Regions from separate parts of the Mus musculus genome. Here all the other regions are linked to region 3. The links are chromatin contacts, called in public HiChIP or PLAC-seq maps. All regions are on one chromosome and are shown on one strand. Each heading gives the region's core, a stretch centred on a gene start, on an enhancer-like site or on the middle of the called end of the contact. The rest is flanking DNA. Distances are from core to core; before and after follow the strand shown.

Region 1 (2,927 bases), core at 343-2,842, 200 kb after region 3:
ATCAGGCAAGTGCCTTTACCTGCTGAGCCGCCTCACTGGCCTGGCATGGAGACTGTAGTTTGTAAACTGCAAACATATTATCTCACCTGAAGTCCAGGATCAAGAAACTGGCCAAGAGACTGAGTTTTCCTCTAAGACGGCCCCTCTTGGTACCGCCGTACTGGATCCAGCTCCCCCTCTGGCCTGGCCTGCTAAGCTAAGCACTCCAGCTTCTCTTCCACTGCTTTCTCCACACAGCTTAGCAATGGGCACATGACCAGAACGAGGCCAGCAGAACAGGCACCTTTTGTTAGTCTAGGTCTGGGACCAAAACCTAAGCAGCTCCATCCTGGGGCCATTCCTAGAGTTGGCTGGGGCCATCTTGTCACCACTGTGGAAAATCTGCCAGAGGGAAGAGGCATGGTAGAGGCTAGGGGTCAGGGGAGTGGAGAGACTTAGTTTTCCAGTACATCCTTGGCAAACCTGGACCCACTGTGCCTGAGGCTCAGGGATAATCCTGTGTTTTTGTCATGTGACCTGCTAGAACAACCCCTTTAATTGCTTAATCCAGTTTTAATTGGCTTTCACAGTGCTGAGAGAGAAAGCTAGGAGCTGGTCTTAGGCAACTCACCCAGGCTGGGTCTCAGAGGTATAGACAGGCAACAGCAGTGGTACCTGCACACAGCACGGCTGCAATACTTAATAGCCTAATGAATTAAGGTGCTAATTAGAGGCTGGCCCAGGGGAGCTTGATTGGGTGAGCTTGGTTGTTGTGGCAGAGGGAGTGTATGTGGGAGTTGGGTTAGAGTGGGGTGGCTCCATCAGACATGTAGATTCACTAATTCAGTGTGTGTCATCAAGGGACAATCTTAAGTCCATAGACAGCCAGCCTTAGTTGGGCTGATGGAGAGAAGCCCAGAGCATTTCATAGAACAGACATGGTTCGGGGCTGTGTAGGGAGAACCACCTTCCACTCCTGTGGACATATCTGAGGAACCTGTGTGAGCGTGGACCAAGCACCAAGCCAGTTGCCTAGTCACGGGACACTGCCATGGGGGTATAGTGCAGGCCCCTCTCTGAATATGCCATACCAAACAGGACTCCAGATTGGCTGATTGGAGATCTCTGCCACAGCCCGTTGATGGCGTGAGTTCCCAAGCTGTGTCTGCAGGGTGACAGAACACAAGGCCTTGAGGAAATGGGTGGAGATGGGCCCTTGACAAGGTGGTTGTGGAAGCGACTCCCCCTGTTGGGAGATCTACAGCAGCCACCCAAGGATGCCAGAGGCTCAGGGGGCCTCACCAGGTCAAGATACAACTTCCCCGTGGCATACTGACTTCAAGGTATCCCATGCTTGGCAGCTTCAAGTGGATATCACTACTTACTCCCTGGTGAGGTTTCTGTGGGCAGCTGATATCCAGTAGGCTGAGTTCATCAGAAGACCTGACTAGGACCTCAGGACCTGCTTCTGAGGTGGCTTGGTCCACACCACAGGCTGCAGGGGAATTGGGCAGGTCTCAGCTCCTCTTCCTTGGATTCCTCTGGGGGTGAGGACTGGGAACTGGCTGTGTAGCTGAGGTTGGACTGGAATTTCAGACTCTCCTGCATCCATCTCTCTGGTGCAGATTATAAGTGCTTTCTGAGTCACCGAGCTCATGCAGCACGGGGGATGGAGCCCAGGGCTTCATGCCTGCTAAGCAAACACTTCCCAGCCGTGCGACCTATTTATTTTAGCACAGTAAAAAAATTAAAATGGCCGGGCAGTGGTGGTGCACGCCTTTAATCCCAGCACTTGGGAGGCAGAGGCAAGCAGATTTCTGAGTTTGAGGCCAGCCTGGTCTACAAAGTGAGTTCCAGGACAGCCGGGGCTACACAGAGAAACCCTGTCTCAAAACAAACAAATAAACAAATTGAAATGGGGGCTGGAGAGATGGCTCAGAGGTTAAGAGCACTGACTGGCTGCTCTTCCAGAGGTCCTGAGTTCAAATCCCAGCAACCACATGGTGGCTCACAACCATCTGTGATGGGATCTGATGCCCTCTTCTGGTGTGTCTGAAGCAACAGGGTACTTATATGCCTAAAATAAATAAATATATCTTTTTTAAAAAATTGAAATGGATCAGCCAGGCATCAGCTGTAGTGCTTGTGGTGTGCCCGCCGGGACACAGAGAGCAGGTTGCTGAGACCCTGGTCTTTTCTCCTGATGTCCCCACAGACCCTGACCTGCACAGTGTAATTTCCATGGGGATAGATGCTAGGACACTAGATGCCAACACCAGGAACTTGAATTTAGTCTGTGACAGGTCCTTGAGGCACTTGCCCCTTGGAGTCTAGGCAGAGAACCAGATACCAACTGTCCCTGTCACAGTCCCACAGAGGACATCGCAGGCCCAGGCTGGCCGCAGAGAAGGCAGGGTGACTGAGACCTCTATGTTCTTCGACACAGGCCACCAACATGCTAGACCTGGCCCCGGTAGAGACACCTACTCGTGTGTATACACATGAACGCACATACATGCTTACACCGATGGCACGACACAGCACAGTACAACACAACACAACACAACACAGGGTTCCTCCCGACCCCTATGAGCTTTGATCTCTTCCTAGCTTTCCTCTTCAGCCCTGCCTACCCAGCTTCAGTGACCCAAACATGGGCACCGAGGCTCTGGGCAGGCCAGGCTGGGACCTGTCCCAGAGACTGCATGGAAACAGGAGACCAAAGAATGCAGTGGGCAGCTTGGCAGAGACACAGACAGAGCTGTCTGGTTTCCAGTAACTTGCCCGCCTTGCCTGACCTCGCCCACCGGTCCTAGCCTTGGCCAATAGATACTGGCCCCAGGCTCCAGCCCCCAGAAGCGCCTGGCTGAACTACGCGCACAGCTGCTGCAGGCCCTCAGGACACCGCCCTTGTCCCCAGTGGGTAGGACAGGGAACTGGATCCTTGT
Region 2 (2,959 bases), core at 9-2,508, 230 kb before region 3:
CCCAGAGGCTGGCCTGGTGGTACATACTTGTAACCCCAGTGCTCTGGAGGCAGCTGGATCTCTGTGAGTTCATGGCCAGTCTGGTTTGCAAAGTCAGTTCCAAGCCAGCCAGGGACCCTGTCTCAACAAAACAAAGTAAAAGAAATATTCAGTGGATTGGGAGGATAGACCTGTGAACAAGTCAGCTGTGAGACAAGCCACAGCAGTCTAAAATAAGGCCACTGTGGTAGGTCACTGGGCACAGTCCTTTTTTATCCCTCATCAAGCCACTCTCTGTCACCATGCCATCCCAGGTCTGGGACTGGGACAGTCTCTATCGTGTTCAGATGGCCAGGATTTTAGGTGGAAGAGTGTGAGGGCTGAGCGGGCTCCACGGGGAAGAGATATTTAATGGGGCCACCAAGAATGACTAGAGGGACATGTCCCAGACATTCCCTGCTTTCCCACAGCACCAAAATTATAGCACAAATGACCAGGTGCTAAGGCAGAGCCCACAGCATCCTCCTGCCTCTGCAGGGACCCCAGCAGGGATTCTGTGCTGGAAGCCGTGGTCACCCTGAGTTTCCCTGACTTTACCTGTGAGCACAGTGGCACAGCTCTGCAGCCAGGAGAAGCAGAGAAGGGGGCTGAGGAGGCAGGATGACTAGCTTTCACCTGTGTTCCCGGGTCACAGGACACCAGGACAGAACCAGATGACAGGGTCTGTCACAGGGCGCATTTCTACCCAGGAAGCTCCAGGCACAAATGGATACCACTGTCCTGAGTGGTTCCTCTTGCCTTTGATGCCGAACAGCCCTTTATAGCTGAGGGAGAGCTGAGCAGGCTGTAGCAAAGCAGAGAGATGCTGGATCTGCACTTCAGACAGCAGAGGAGATGCAGGACACCATGCCTCCCTTCCCAGGAAACCTCGCTCCCCCTCTTCTTCCTCATCGCTTTGCTAGGATGAGACCCACCCCAAGCCTGGTCCTTCTGCCCCTGGAGAGAATAGGGCTGACTTTGCATCTAGCCCTGTGTGCACTCCTGGCTGAGGGGTGGTGACACAGGGATGCTACAGCATCTCCAGAAAGAAGAAAGGGAAGGGAGGCTGGTCAGGAGCGCAGAAAGGAAAAGAGGACCTGGGAGATGCAAGGGGTGGGTTCTCTACACAGCCTTACCATGCTGTAGCACTCAGCGCTGCTGGCCTGCAGCTCACCACAGAGCCCAGCCTCCCTTCTGTTTGGATTAGGTAATGACATCATGGCCAAAGGCTGTCACTCCCCAACACCAAAGGAAGCAGAGGATGGTGGTGGTGGCGGGGGAAACCCGAGCCTCTTGAGCCTCCCATCCGGGACTAGAGAGACTAGCCAGACTAGCTGACTAGCGGGCCAGGGAACCTGAAACCACCACCCTCAGGCAACCCCTGCTGAGCTGGGCAGCAAGCTCTGGGGTCCCTCACCCCTCCCTGCCTGCTGAGGCTGCTTCCTGGGGAAAGGCAGAGCAGAGGGGCGAGGGTTCCCATCACAACCCGCTCCTCATGAGCAAAAGCACATGACCACATGCCCAGGGCCAAGAGGAAATAGCCTGGGCATGAGGAAATGAGAGCAGCCAGGGGCGTCCACTCCCTGCATCAGCTACATTCCTCAGTGCTTCACTGAACTGGTCTAGAGGGTCCCAGAGAGCCCAGGAGGGACAGGGTGGGGGGACCAGAGGAGGGATGGGGTTAAGGGAGGTGGAGGGGGTAGACAGGGGCCGGGGGCTGAAGGGGGGCCAGAGGAGGAGAAGGGGAAGCCAGAGACTTTTAAGAATCCAAAGCCACAGCAGCCTGCTCTCCAAACCCCTCTCTTTTCTGGGAAAAGGGCAGAGATCCCTGGCTTTGCCTCCTTCTTAGGATGGAAGCCCCAAGGAAGAGAGAGGAGGGACCTGGCCCCTGCAGAGTCCCTCCCTGTGACACCAGCCTGTGCACAGGCTGAAGCTGGGCGGTCACTGTCAAGTCAGCCTTCCTCTGGGATGCTGGCCCATCCAGCATAGTTCAGATGTGGCAATTCTTTGGGGCCAAGCATCACAAGGCTTCCTGTTCCCCACCAGGACACCCTCCCTCTCTCTACCCACCCCTTCCTCTCTCCATCCATCCCTCCTCCCTTCCAGTCTGAAGTCCCCCTACCAACATGGGTGGGGGCAGGACTGTCACTATGATATGAAGTTATGCCTTACACAAGGCTGCCTGCAGGTTGGCTATGGAATGCTGTGTTCACAGGCTTATGGGATGCACACCTGGGAAAGGGGAGCCATATTGTGGGAGATGCCAAGCCCCCCTCTCTTTAAAGATGAATGGGACAGGATAACAGGAAAGCCAAAGTGAAAGGAGCGGCGGGCCAAGCAAACATCACCTAAAAGCGGGTACTTGATGAGCTATGGCCAAGGCCTTCCCACTGCCATAGAGGGAAGAGTTCTAAAGCTGGGGGAGGGGTGTCCTGTCACTGACAACCTGCACCCTCGCCTGATCCCACCCACCCCCAGCTCCTGATACCCAGATGCCTCGGATGCCTCAGTGAGCATCCTTTCGGATTAGAGGCATTCAGTGTCACACACAGAGACGACAGGAACCTACCTTACCAGGCCTGGCTCTGTAAGTTAATCATATCTCCTATCTTCCCTGTGTCCCTGACCAGGGTGGATAGTGTGGAACAGGACTCCCACCTGGGCCTCCAGGTCCCTGGTTCGTTCCTAAGCGGAGTGTTACTTGCTCGTCAGAGCAGAAGCCGCTCTCCAACATTCTGTTGCTTGCTTTACTCAGAGCCAAAAATCTGTAGCCATTTCTTCCTCTGAATCCACTAGTCAATCAGTCAGTCCGTCGATCAAATTTACCATCTATGAGTTCCAGCATGCACACGGGACAGTATTTGTGTGAGGGCCAGAAGTTCTCAGCCTCTATCCTAAGGAAGCTGAGTCTCCTCTCGTCAATGCTGCTCTGCTGTGTACC
Region 3 (3,081 bases), core at 45-2,544:
ATGACTTGCCACGCACTGTCCCTGATCTATGCTCAGAGCTGGCCAGAAGGAGTTCAGGCCAGCAAGCTGACTGCCATGGCCCCACCCCTTCCTCTTTGGGTCTTCCAGGTACCCTCCCTATAGCTGCCCTTGAGCCAGCCATCCCCAAGCCTGACAGTCTAAGGGGCTGGTGGGCCTGAGAAGCACTCGTGGGACAGTTTTGTAAACCTCCATCTCCTGGCCTGCACCCCAGGAAATAGTGCCTCGGTTAACTAGAGGGTTCAACCTCCGCAGTACCACAGACTTTGCAAGCCTTGGAGGAGGGCCCCCTTAAACACTCACATTCCAGTGTCTACATGTAGTAATGACATGGTACTGGGAGGGGTTAGCTGCAGTAGCACCCATGAGTCATGTGTGCTCCACAGACATTGCTGCATGGCTCCTCCTGTGTGATGGAGGTGCTGCTGTAGCTCCCCTAGTCCATATCAGACAGGCTCAGGGACCACTCTCAGTTTCTCTCTCTCCCCTCTCCACCCCTCCTACTTCCTCTCTGTTTCACTTTCTATATCTATCTTGCAACCTATCACAGAGAAACCCTAAGCTCTAGGAAAGCCCTGGGTCCCTGAACACCACACAGCACCTTCCCATTCATACGGGGCTGGGACTGAGCCCCTGTTCTGGTGTGGGATGGCACTTTGAGGACCCGGGTGTGGTAGCATCACAAAATCTTTGAGCCTTAGTCAAAGGTTAGGATCTGAGTGCTTCCGATGTGGCCTCCAAAAGCTGACATTGGCAATAGCCAATTCTGGAACAGGCTGACACCCACCCATAGGCCTGAGGAGCTGAATAGCCCAGGTTTTGTATGTGTGCAGATGCCAGAGGTTGGTTGATCTCAGGAATCCTCCCTTGGTTTCTTCTCAGCTGCTCCCCTCCCCCCCTCCCCTTCCCCCTCCCCCCTCCCCTCCCCCCTTCCCGTCCCCTCCCCCCTCCCCTCCCCTTTTTGTGCCCCACCCCCACACTGATACAGCCATTTCCTTTTCTCTTTTCCCTGTGTCCACCTATCTTCTTTCCCAGCTCACTTACTTTTGTGGTCATAACAACCCAGGGGTACCCTGTTTACCTGATGACCCTGCACCAGGGCAGGAAAACGCCCTTGTCACCAGCGCAACCACAGATAAAAACAGAAAGGCCCATGAGCCCCTTTCACCAGTGTGGTTTGGAAGGAGGGTCTGTGTAGTTCTAAAGGCCCAGAAGCCAGCTGTAATCTGCTTGTTCATTCCACAGAGGACGGTGGTGTAAGGAAAGGTGACAAGCATGCCAGACCTCAGAATCGATTATCTGGAGACAGTGTCTTCTGTCCTCCTCAAGTTCAAGGCAGACAAGTGGGGCAAACTGATTGGAGCAGAGGAGAACATGGCCCTGCTCACCGAATTCTTCGACAAAATAGATAACCCTGTCCTGGTGCTGACGCTCAATGCTGCTGGTATGATCATTCCTTGCCTGGGCTTCCCAGAGTCCCTCAAGTCCAAAGGAGTTTACTTCATCAAGATGAAGCCGGAGAACATCACCAAGGACAACTACAAGACCCACCTCATCTACGGGGACATCAGCCCCACCACCGTGGACCAGTTGATTGCAGTAGTGGAGGAGGTGTGCCTGGGCTGGGAGGGTGGGACCAGGTGGGAGTGGGGTGGGAGCTGGAACAGCAAAGCTTGAGAAGGACTCTGAAGAGCCTAAGACCTTGCTGTTCCAATGGAATGCATCTCCCAGTGGCTCACCTAAGAGCTGGTTGGAAATACAGACAGTCCCACTCCAGGTGATGCGGCAGGAGTCCAATAGGCTGGCCCTCTTCCCTGCATTAAAGTTGCCCTCTCTTCTCTGCCATCTTCTGTCACTCCAGGTGTAGGCCATCTGAGAACCATTGGGTGATTCCCCTGTCTCTGGGTCTTTGAGCTAGGAAGGATCTTTTCTATTCCTCGGTATTTGCCGCTATTATACGTCATACTTACCCTTGGCAGTGCAGTGGGGTGAGGATAGCCTCTAGTGGGCCACACTAACAGCCTATGTATCCTCCCAGTCACCATAGAACAGGACCCAGGACTCTGCCTGTGCTTGTTCAAAGAGGAATGTGAAGGCAGGAGGTCACTCCGCAGGGCCTGCAAGCCGAGACTGGGAAGCCTGGCAGGCCACAGCCAAATCAGCGGCATCTCTAGTGCCAGGTGCTCTTGAAGCTGGAAGCCCAAGGCCCAGGGGTCAGCTGGCCCTCTCCTGTTACCCCTCTGTCCTGGGCTTAGATGGCCACCTTTCCCAGTTCCCCTACCGGATAGATTTTTGTGTCCTGATCTCTTCATATAAGGTCCCAAGTCCTACTAGTTAGGGCTCAGCTGCTGTCCTAACTTACCTCATTGCCTCTTCAAAGGCTGTATTAGCCCGAGGAGAGATGGCTCAGAGGACACAGGGCTTACTGCACAAACAGAAGAGCTTGGGTTCCCAGCTCCAACACCACATTAAAAGCTAGGTGTGGCCATGGCATCTTGTAATGACAGCCCTTGGGGACAGAGACGGAAGAGCCCATTGACATGCTAGCCATCTAGTCCAGTTGGTAAATGTTCTAGGTCCAATGAGAGACCTTGCTCCAAAACAAGGTAGAAGACACACTGACCTCTGACCTCTATGCCGGTTTATGTGTGTATGTTACACACACATATACATGCATACATACACACACTCACACATACACATACATACACATACACACAAACATACATGCACGCACACACACACATACATGTATACATACACACATACATGCATACATAGATATATACACTTACACATATATACACATATTCACACATATACACACACATACATACACACATACATTCAAACATACACACACTCGCACATAAAAACACATACTCACATACATATATACACACATACATAATACACACTCTCACACATACACACATACATACATGCATACACACACTCACACATACATACACTCACACACACACACACACACACACACACACGTCTCCCCATGCGGTCACATATTAAGGCACAGGTGGTAGAACTGTGTGTATGAACATAGAG

The links. HiChIP or PLAC-seq counts read pairs in DNA pulled down with a chosen protein or histone mark.
Region 1: a contact with region 3 is called in a FOXA1 HiChIP or PLAC-seq map of pancreatic cancer cells. The contact joins the enhancer-like site here to the promoter of Dnah17 in region 3. A contact is called at or near these places in 1 of 39 promoter capture datasets (liver), 2 of 484 Hi-C or Micro-C datasets (bone marrow-derived dendritic cells and embryonic stem cells), 2 of 115 datasets of contacts at active chromatin or transcription factors (embryonic stem cells and pancreatic cancer cells) and 2 of 9 other capture datasets (liver and pancreatic islet).
Region 2: a contact with region 3 is called in an HNF4G HiChIP or PLAC-seq map of pancreatic cancer cells. The contact joins the enhancer-like site here to the promoter of Dnah17 in region 3. A contact is called at or near these places in 3 of 39 promoter capture datasets (embryonic stem cells, pre-B cells and stem cell-derived epiblast-like cells), 1 of 484 Hi-C or Micro-C datasets (the N1E-115 cell line), 3 of 115 datasets of contacts at active chromatin or transcription factors (bone marrow-derived macrophages, embryonic stem cells and pancreatic cancer cells) and 1 of 9 other capture datasets (embryonic stem cells).

The regions. Positions count from the first base shown.
Region 1 is chr11:117,923,361-117,926,287 of GRCm38.p6, reverse strand. No RefSeq gene overlaps it. Among named protein-coding and RNA genes, the nearest start is that of Socs3, 45 kb to the left of the region's middle. Within about 2 kb of position 1,592, at least 30 of the 459 cell types and tissues checked have an H3K27ac peak or open chromatin away from gene starts, as enhancers often do. A contact at or near this core is called in pancreatic cancer cells and pancreatic islet, where this site is marked.
Region 2 is chr11:118,361,685-118,364,643 of GRCm38.p6, reverse strand. No RefSeq gene overlaps it. Among named protein-coding and RNA genes, the nearest start is that of Timp2, 7.8 kb to the right of the region's middle. Within about 2 kb of position 1,258, at least 259 of the 459 cell types and tissues checked have an H3K27ac peak or open chromatin away from gene starts, as enhancers often do. A contact at or near this core is called in the N1E-115 cell line, bone marrow-derived macrophages and pancreatic cancer cells, where this site is marked.
Region 3 is chr11:118,127,432-118,130,512 of GRCm38.p6, reverse strand. Dnah17 (dynein, axonemal, heavy chain 17) reads left to right here and starts at 1,294. Exons shown (of 81, transcript NM_001167746.1): 1 at 1,294-1,629. The coding sequence starts at 1,294.